Regions from separate parts of the Mus musculus genome. Here all the other regions are linked to region 2. Evidence: chromatin contacts called from public Micro-C and promoter capture Hi-C data. All regions are on one chromosome and are shown on one strand. The core of a region is the stretch at or near the end of the contact, and the rest is flanking DNA. Distances in the headings are between cores, read along the strand shown. Region 1 holds the start of Rab11fip2 (RAB11 family interacting protein 2 (class I)). Region 2 holds the start of Csf2ra (colony stimulating factor 2 receptor, alpha, low-affinity (granulocyte-macrophage)). Region 3 holds the start of Fam204a (family with sequence similarity 204, member A).

The links. Promoter capture Hi-C pulls out the DNA fragments that hold promoters and counts their contacts. A called contact is a pair of places that touch in the nucleus more often than the background predicts.
Region 1: a contact with region 2 is called in a promoter capture Hi-C map of pre-B cells, with 8 times the contacts expected there. The contact joins the promoter of Rab11fip2 here to the promoter of Csf2ra in region 2. A contact is called at or near these places in 1 of 39 promoter capture datasets (pre-B cells) and 1 of 484 Hi-C or Micro-C datasets (embryonic stem cells).
Region 3: a contact with region 2 is called in a Micro-C map of embryonic stem cells, with 9 times the contacts expected there. The contact joins the promoter of Fam204a here to the promoter of Csf2ra in region 2. A contact is called at or near these places in 1 of 39 promoter capture datasets (pre-B cells), 4 of 484 Hi-C or Micro-C datasets (CD4 T cells, CD8 T cells and embryonic stem cells) and 1 of 115 datasets of contacts at active chromatin or transcription factors (bone marrow-derived macrophages).

What each region holds. Positions count from the first base shown.
Region 1 is chr19:59,941,979-59,944,906 of GRCm38.p6, forward strand. It overlaps Rab11fip2 (RAB11 family interacting protein 2 (class I)), which reads right to left and starts at 1,386. Exons shown (of 6, transcript NM_001033172.3): 1 at 670-1,386. The coding sequence starts at 1,022.
Region 2 is chr19:61,227,046-61,229,961 of GRCm38.p6, forward strand. It overlaps Csf2ra (colony stimulating factor 2 receptor, alpha, low-affinity (granulocyte-macrophage)), which reads right to left and starts at 1,373. Exons shown (of 12, transcript NM_009970.2): 1 at 1,294-1,373; 2 at 227-320; 3 at 1-139. The coding sequence starts at 320.
Region 3 is chr19:60,225,358-60,228,131 of GRCm38.p6, forward strand. It overlaps Fam204a (family with sequence similarity 204, member A), which reads right to left and starts at 1,344. Exons shown (of 8, transcript NM_001358273.1): 1 at 1,287-1,344.

The DNA of each region.
Region 1 (2,928 bases), core at 136-2,635, 1.3 Mb before region 2:
GTCATTAAATCACTGCATCACAAGACTGTAATCACTGTCTCTGATCTTACACAACAGCTTTGCTGAACTAATTCTTCAGTAAACAATAGCTCCACTATACTGTAAATTCAAAGGGAAAATGTCAGTGGGCTCAAGACTGAAGATGTCTGTGCAGACTTCCAAAACTTTTGTTCTTTTAACAACTTTCTACCCTATCAAGAAGTACTGACCCTGAAAACTGGTGGAGCAAAAATAAGGCCAACTGTTTCCAATGCTGAAATAAAGAGTTCTAAACCTAGTAACTTATCTTTTGACACCCTTTACTAGTAATTTATTTTTTTAACAGTGCTCAACAAACATAGACCTAATGGTACGCATATATTTAATTTTCTGGTTTTCTAGTTCATGCTCTAGGCCTCTTATAAAAAGTATTAAAACCCAGTGCAAAATATTCCACTAAGAGCTCTTAACCTCACACAGAAATGAGAAAAAAAAATGGTTTACTAATCACTCCATTAAAAAAAAAATCAGAGTAAAGGCTATTTCCCTTCAAAGTCATGCAAAGAGAAGTGCTTAATACTGGATCCTATTTCAATCCCAAAGACCAATGCCTCAAATATACTATGTTCAAGAACAGTAAATCCATATATCTTTAAGTACCCAAAATTCAAAATAAATTATATAACTTACTCTGTTTTCCTTCTTTGTTTGTCCTCAAAGATGTCATTGAGATTGATTGCCACCTGCCCTAAAAACTTATCCAGTCCCACCAGGGACCTGTGCATCACTATAAGAAAAAGAATGTATTTCTCCGGACTACCCTGCATGAGCAACCCAGGCAGCTCAAAGGAGGCCTCCTCCTTCCAGACCGGCTCCAGGGTTTTCTCTGCTACAGATGTAGAATACTTCTCTTTGCCCAACTGAATTATGGTGTATGTGTCATTGGTACCACTTTTGCCTTTTGGCTTCAGATCTTTAGCTTGGAGCACTGTGACCTGCACGTGGGTTGGAAACCACTTTTGGGCTTGCTCAGACAGCATCATTCTGGGTTTTTTGTTTTGTTTTGTTTTTCGGTTTTGTTTTTTGTTGTTGTTGTTTTGTTTTCTCTGCGCAGAGTTCAGAAGCGCAGGCAGAGCCCCTCCCGCGGGGAGAGCCCCGTACCCTGATCACTGCATCCTTAAGAGCACTTCAGTGAGCTGGGCAGTCAGGGCTGCCGCGAGGTCCCTAAGGGCTGCTGTCAGGAGGACCGGTAGGGAGGCCGCCGCCGCTGCTGGGGTCCCTTTCTTCCGTAGAAGCACAGGGGCCCACATCACCTCCGCGCCTTCCGGGCCTCCGCGCGCAGCCCCGCGCCCCGCTTCGCCGCTATCCTGAAACCTGCGCCCCTAGGGCCCGGCCTCCGCCCCGCGCGGCCCGGCTCCTCCTCCGACCCGGCTGATACGAACCGTCGACGGCCGTGGGGCCTGGCTCCCTCCGCCCGCCCGCGCGGCCTCGCCTCGGCTCCTCCCCCCCAAGAGTGGCGCAGGCCTGGGCGAGCGGGGCGGAAGCGGCCGACCTGGACCGGTGTCGGAGGGACGCGGAGCGCGGGTGGCAAACCGAGGCCGGGCGGTGTCACCGGGTGAGGCCTGGCCAGCAACCCGCGGCTCCTAGCGCCCGGCGCGCGGCGGCCGCGCCACTTCCGGGTTGGCCGTCTCCATGTTGAGTGGGGCTGCGCGAGGGGCGGGGCCGGGCGGGGTTGGGGGTCAGCGCCTCCCTGGTTGCCTTGACGACGGGGCGCGCGGTGCGGGACGCGGAGGCTGGGATGCGCGCGCTGGACGGTGGGTGCTGAGGTTCCAACCTGTCGGTTGCAGCGGGCTGGGGAACTGTGAGCCCGCAGAGGCCGACAAGGGGTTCTGGGAGGCGGCACTGGGCCCTATACACCGCCCGCTATTGGGAGAGAACCGGTTTCCATCTTGGAAGGCAGAAATCTGTTCCAGCTGTGTGTTCAGTCCTAGCTGGGCGCTGGTGTCCTTTAATGGTGGTAGTTCTTCTTGAGTGACAGTTCAGACTTCGTCCAACCGTTCTCCATCGTCTTGAAGAGGAAACCTTCAACTGACTAAAGGGACCTCCTCCTGAGCACAGACCAAAAGCAAAGGATGCAGATAGATTCCAAAGCTTAATAAAGATTCTCTTGCTTAATAAAGATTCCCTTGCTTAATAAAGATCATAGACGCTTTGGGATGGCGTCAGAAGACCAGGCCCCCATGCCTGCCACCATAATTCTACGGAACTATTTAGTCTTTTTTCCCCCTTTCTAAGTTGTGTGTATGGCGTCCAAGTCAAAAGCATTCCCTGAGCGCTCACTGTCAAGTCCTCCAGGAATCCAAACCCCAACTTCATGGCCAGAGAGGACAGGAGTACTGTCTCTGCTTTTCAGTCTCAGGAGATGCATACTACCTCTGTTGACTTTATTTCTGTCCATGTCTGCCTAGGAAAATTCTGAAGCTCTTTGGACTGCACTTCCTGGCAGCACATCCAACCTGCGGCCAACAATAGCTATGAATGAGGCCAAACCCAACCTTAAATGCTATGAGAGTATTTAACTGCATTGTGCTTTTCTTCAGGGAGAACTTTGCAGACAGACAACAGCTCTCCAAGCAATGTCAAAAGATTAGACATCCCTGAAGGACTTTAGAGAACTAAGCATTAAACAGACATGCTAACCAATCTGTTGACTGACTAAATGCTTTTCTCCCTTTATGGGACTAATTTTGAGAATAAATATGATAGATAGGAATGTGCTTTATCCAACTTAAAATGGTCATAAACTGTAAGGTATTGGGTTTATTATTATCGGGCAAGTTTTAGAACTTCTGTTATACAAGCTGAGTTTCCATCCCGGGGAGAGCTGAGTTTCCATCCCGGGGAGACAGTGTTTGAAAAGGCCATGTGTGCAAAGCAGAACAAAATCAT
Region 2 (2,916 bases), core at 123-2,622:
ATCCCCGCCTCCCGCGAGGTCACGGTGCATGACGTCACCGTGACGTTCCCCGCGGCGGTGTCGCAGGCCCAGGTCAGCGTCCGAGTCCAGGGGTCGAAGGTCAGGTTGAGGGCGGAGCCGGCGTCCGGTGTGGTCGGAGCTGGAAGGGGGAGGAGGGTGAGGTGGCTCTGTTGGACGCGGCCCCGCCCACCGTGACTTCCGACCCCGCCCACCTAGCGTCACTAACCCAGAAGGGCCTGAGTTCCCGGAAGCAGTAGCGTGGAGAAGAGCAGGGCGAGCTGAGCCAGGGGGGTGATGTTCATGGCATGTGATGACGTCATCTGTCAGTCAGATGAGTGGGCAGAGCCGAGGTGTTATCCTGTCTGGCGCACTAGGGTGGGCGGGGCATTCTCTGGCCCCGTCCCACCCACTCACTACAGCATGATTTGTGGTGGGTACAGAGGCTGGGCTCTGCCATCTGAGCCATGCCCCTGTCTCAGCTCCTCTCTTGGTGACGTTATCCTATTGATTCCCCGTGAATCTTTGCTTATATGTGGACCCGCTTTGTCCGCGCGGTGGGGAGGCGGTCGAGGGGATCGGGGGTCGCCCTGCCTGCCTGTGGCCTGACTGTGTGTAGGTCAGACCCTTTCCCCCTCACGCTCCACCGCCGCCTGGACCCGCCTTTCCCCAACCCCGCCGTGCTCCAAGCTCAGCTGCAGCCACTTCCTTTTCTCCAGTCCCCACTTCCTGTCGGGCCAAGGACGCTCGCTCGCGGGGAGTGGGGAGGGCGGGGGCGGCGTCCGCGGGGTCTCCGCAGTCGGGCTTAGGGGCGATCCGCAACTCCCCGCTTCCCCCACCCCCCACCCCCGCCCCGGGCTTTGGAGGAAACGCACTTGAAGCCATCCCCCTGCCTCAACTCCACCATCTCCAGACCCCTGACTCCTGGAGGTGAACCACATCTCCTGACCCCAGTACTACACAGAGGTCAGAGGTTGCGGGGGATTGGCAGGCGGAGGCCACGCCCCCCAACTCCGGCTTCTAAGCCCCCCTTGGCCTCTGTTACCTCTGACCCCACCCCAAACCATCCCCAGGGCTCAGACCCACGGGTGGTGGGGACCTTGTACCCGAGACCCAGGGCACACACAGTAGGTCTGCATGTCCCACTGCCCCCCCCTTCCGGTCTCTCCGTCCCCTAGCCCCATCGTTTTCTAAACCCCAGGGTGTGCTGGGCACACAGTAGGGCCAGGTGGGAGGGGCTTCTGGGTGACGTCATGTCAGGCAGGGTGAGGTGGAAAGGGGTGGAGGGGCTCTGACCTGAGACAGGGGGCTTCCTGCGATGGATGGTGAGGCCTGGGCGCAGCGTCTGTGTCCGTCCGTCTGTCCGTCTGTCTCCCGCTTCCTCTTCCTCATCTGCAGGTTGGGAAACCTAGAGGGGAAGGAACAAGGCAGGCAGGGGTGGGTGGCTGGGTGGGGCCCGGTGACGTCACCGGGGGCGGGGTCCGAGTGTCCCGTGCAGGCAGCATGATGTCAAATGCGCACAGTAAGTATACGCGCCAGGCGGTTGGCCCGCTGTGTGACGCCATGCAACCTCGTGCAGTGGGGCAGCACACCGGGACGTGAGCCTACTGTGTGGCTGTTCGGGCGCGTCACACTGCCACGCACACAGCCTGGCTACACACGGTGTGACGTCAGTCACTGCATCTGACCCCTTGTGGACACAGTGTGACCACTCAGCACAGTGTGACATCACCGACAGTCTTACCCTGATGCACACAGTGTGACCACACATGTGAGCACGCGCTTACACAGTGGGAAGACTCTGACATGCAAAGTCTTGATCCTGTTGATCATATTGATAAGGGTTAGGTTCAACAGGTGATCCTTAGGTTCACATCTCCTTGCGTCATCGTTAATTTCCAAATTGGGGAAAACCAAATCTGGATGAAACGGACAATTTTCTACACAGCACAGGCACCACAGTTAAAATCACGGAAGCCACCTAACGGTCCCAGGACCCAGAACCCAGAGACAGCTGTGAAGTCTCCCACCCAAGACAGCCCAGGGTCAGGCGGGCCTGGTGGATGCTTCCACCCAGCTCATTCTGTGAAGCCACACACACACACACACTGCGCGGAGATGGACGTTTCTGTAAAATCAGGAACTCGTCACAATTTCTGTCCACAGAGGACTCATGAGAGATTTTCTGTCGTGTTTAATGTTCCAAACAGATTTTAAAAACTGGTAGAGTGTGTATTAATGTCTGCTTCCGAAGATGTCATGTACATTTAAGAGGCATTTAAACTATTATGAATTATTTTAATGACTTTAAAAATATCAATACTGAGTTGTATGTTTTAAGATAAATTTTATTAGTTTTAAAAACCTACATGGTATTGTGGGGAATTGCAGGCTGGTCTCCAGTCGATCTGAGGTCTGAACCCCGATAGTCATAATTCACCCTCATGACACGGTAGGCATTCCCTCATGCTCCTTACCACCTCCCACAGCCCCAAGAGAAGCATGGTCAATCTGACCTTCAGGCTAAACTCCTCCCCAGTTACCTAGCAACAGGGAAGACCATAAAAAGGGGTGCTTAGCCCCCACCTCGCTCTCTTACTCCTTTGTCCTCTCACCTCTCACTTCTCTCACTTCTCTCCTCTTCCCTTTCTCTTTGTCTTCTTCTTTCCTCTCCTCTCTCCTTCTTTCTCTTTCTCTCTAGCCTTTCCTCCCTCCCCCCTCTCCTCTCTCTTCTACCTTCTCTCTTTCCCCTGAATTTCTATAATAAAGCTCTTAAACCATAGAGTCTCTGCTCTGCTCCATCAAGGCCCACTGCACACTCTGGTTAGTGTTGGGAACTTCTTCCCCCATTCCCTCTCTCCCACAACCCTGGTGGCTTTAGCAAAGTAGCTCTGGGTGGGGGGTCCCGTGGCAGGGCTG
Region 3 (2,774 bases), core at 94-2,593, 1.0 Mb before region 2:
GCAGCAGGAGAAAAAGAAGGCAGACCTGTCACACACCACACACAAACCAAGAGGCAGGCACTAATCTTCATCACAACACACATTAGAAACTAACAGCAACTCTTTCTACAACTGGCCAAAATCATTGTGATCCAGTTACGCCTGACAGCTTTAAATTATGAACTTTTAGAGGGCAAAGTTGGTGGCGAATTCTTGGAGACAAAGATTTGGGAGACAGGTCAAATCTAGGCAAATTTTACTAATAATTTTTTCTGCACTTTTTGCATATGAAAAAGGGGAGATATTATACTAAGTAACACACTGAGAGTCACATTTAGAGATTTGAGAAATGTATTTCTAGACCACAAAACTGGTTACAAGCAATACCCAAAGGATAAAATCTGCGCATCCAACAAATTTTCTGTCTCTACTATGCCAGAATTTAAGCTGCATTTCCATCAAGTGGCTGTCTTATGTATTCGATTTTAAATAATCACAAACATCTAAATTTAATCCTATTTGTAAAATAATTATAACCGCCATCCTCTAACCTATAAGAGCATAATAAATAGTTCCTGAACTTTGGAACTAGTTAACTGACACACTTTTAGGCTTAAGATTATCAACATTAATGTAAATGTCTTATTTATTGTTAGAAAATGTGTTCCTTTTTCTTAAAACGACACAGAAAACCCGAGGGGAGTCAGGGGCCTCAGTTCAGATATACTTCAAATAAGTTATTTATTTTTTGTATTTTTAATCTTAAGGATAGGTGAGTTTGAATTAAAACAATGTTTACAGCCAAGGCTTGGAACCCACTTTCCCCCGGGACCCTCTCTAACTTGTGTGGAAAGATTTTAAACCACGCAATCCATGCCACTGTACAAGTACTTACAAAGTTCAAGACTGAGAGGGTGGCTCTGAAAGGCACACCCCTTCCCGCACGGACAACCTGGAACTCGGCGGCACTCACCCGGTGCGAGGCCGCACCACCTTCAGCTCTCCAGCCGCGTCAGAACTCGCATCGGGACGCCGGCGGAGCGGCGAGCCGCGAACCTCGCTCTGGTCAGCCGCAGTTGCTGTGTGGGCTTTCGCGCTCCTCGCTGGCCCGGGACCGGACGGCTACCTCACGACGCCCCCGGAGCCCAGCGGCGCCCGCCCGAACCCAGGGTTTTCCAAGCCCGCTTCGGCAGATCTGCGAGGACGAGCCGCCCCGACTCCTGCGCCGCCCTCCCTGCCTCGGAACACAGCCCGACAGGCCGCCGCGAATCCTGCCGCCAAGTCGCGCCTCGCGAAGCCGAACTTACCAGGGAGGAAACAGCGGCTCGGCGGCCATCTTAGAACCCCGCCAACATCGTGTCTTCTGATTGGCTCGGGCGGATCAGCCAATCGGCTGCGGCCGTTCTGGCTCTATGGTCGCCCAGGGAACAGCCTGGCTTGCCTAAACGCCTCTGCTAAGAGGAGCCTGTTGAGGTTTTGTTTTTGTTTTTTGTTTGTTTGTTTGTTTGTTTGTTTGTTTGTTTGTTTTTCTCCTTTTCCTCACTTTAACCAAGCGATTTTTTTTTAAAGTTTTGTCCTTTCCTCGCTCCTTTCCTGTGCTGGTGAACTTGGCTAAAGAAAATGCTGACTTCGATGCCCACCTGAGTTCAATGGAGAACTGTAGATGATCTCTTCAAGGAAGGCTTTGCTTCCTTCGCTTCCTCGCCACCCCTCTCCCCAGCCTTTCCTATCTTTTTGCGTATATTTGAGTGTCCACTGTGTTCCAGGCCTCATGCAATTCTCAACCGGATTCCAGTTCTCCAGGGACTTTCCAGTCTGGTTGACCGAATCAAATCCAGCTAAGCACCCCCTACTCAGAAGTTGATTTACCAGGCTGGCATAGTGTATAGGTCCTGATGAGGGGTTTACCGGCGTGTAAATGAGGAAAAGAGCAGAAATTTTCACCATGTGAAAACAGTAAATCCAGGCGATGATACGGGGATGAAGTAGGACCACTTCAGAAATGCTTCCATTTTCTGAAGTACTGTTCTGTACTCAGATTATGTTTCTATTTTCTTGTGATGGTTATATAAGAAACTACAGGGCTGAGAGATAGCTCAGTAAGAACCTAAGTTCATTCCACCCTCAGAATCCGTATTTTAAAAGCCAGGCATGGCAGCCAGCACTGTGGATGCAGACAGGCAGACTAGCCTACGAGGCAAGCTCTAGGCCAGTGACCACAAAAGACAGGTGGGCAACCCCTAAGGAACTACACTTTCGAGTTGTCTTCTGACCTAATGCACATGCATTAGAACACATATATGGCACATGCACATACAAAATACAAAGCCTTGAACAAGTTTAAAAAAACTTATGAAAAATTAAACTTTGCAGAATTGATTTGAACAAACAGTTGTTTCATGAATAGACTCTGGCCCAGTCAAAGTTCAGAGTGTTCCATCAGTGAGCAAGCAATCTTTGTAAATTAAAAAAAGGTAAAAAGAAACATATAATACTGTGGTTGGTCATATCTTAGTATTTACCTTATAAAAACATGGTGTGATCAGCTGTCATACTGACTGGCTAAAAGTCAACTACTATGACTGACTAAGACTCAGCAACACGTTATAAGAATACTAACATACTCTTAAGTGAAGCTGCAGTTCAAGCTATTTAGTTTTTCAAAGGAAGGAGTTGGTTGTAGGCCAAACTTAATGCACACATGGCTTAACTTACAGTAATTTTCACTTATTCACATTATGAACAAGAACCTTTTAAAATATTGTGATGTACAAAATTCTTGCCTCTATTCAATA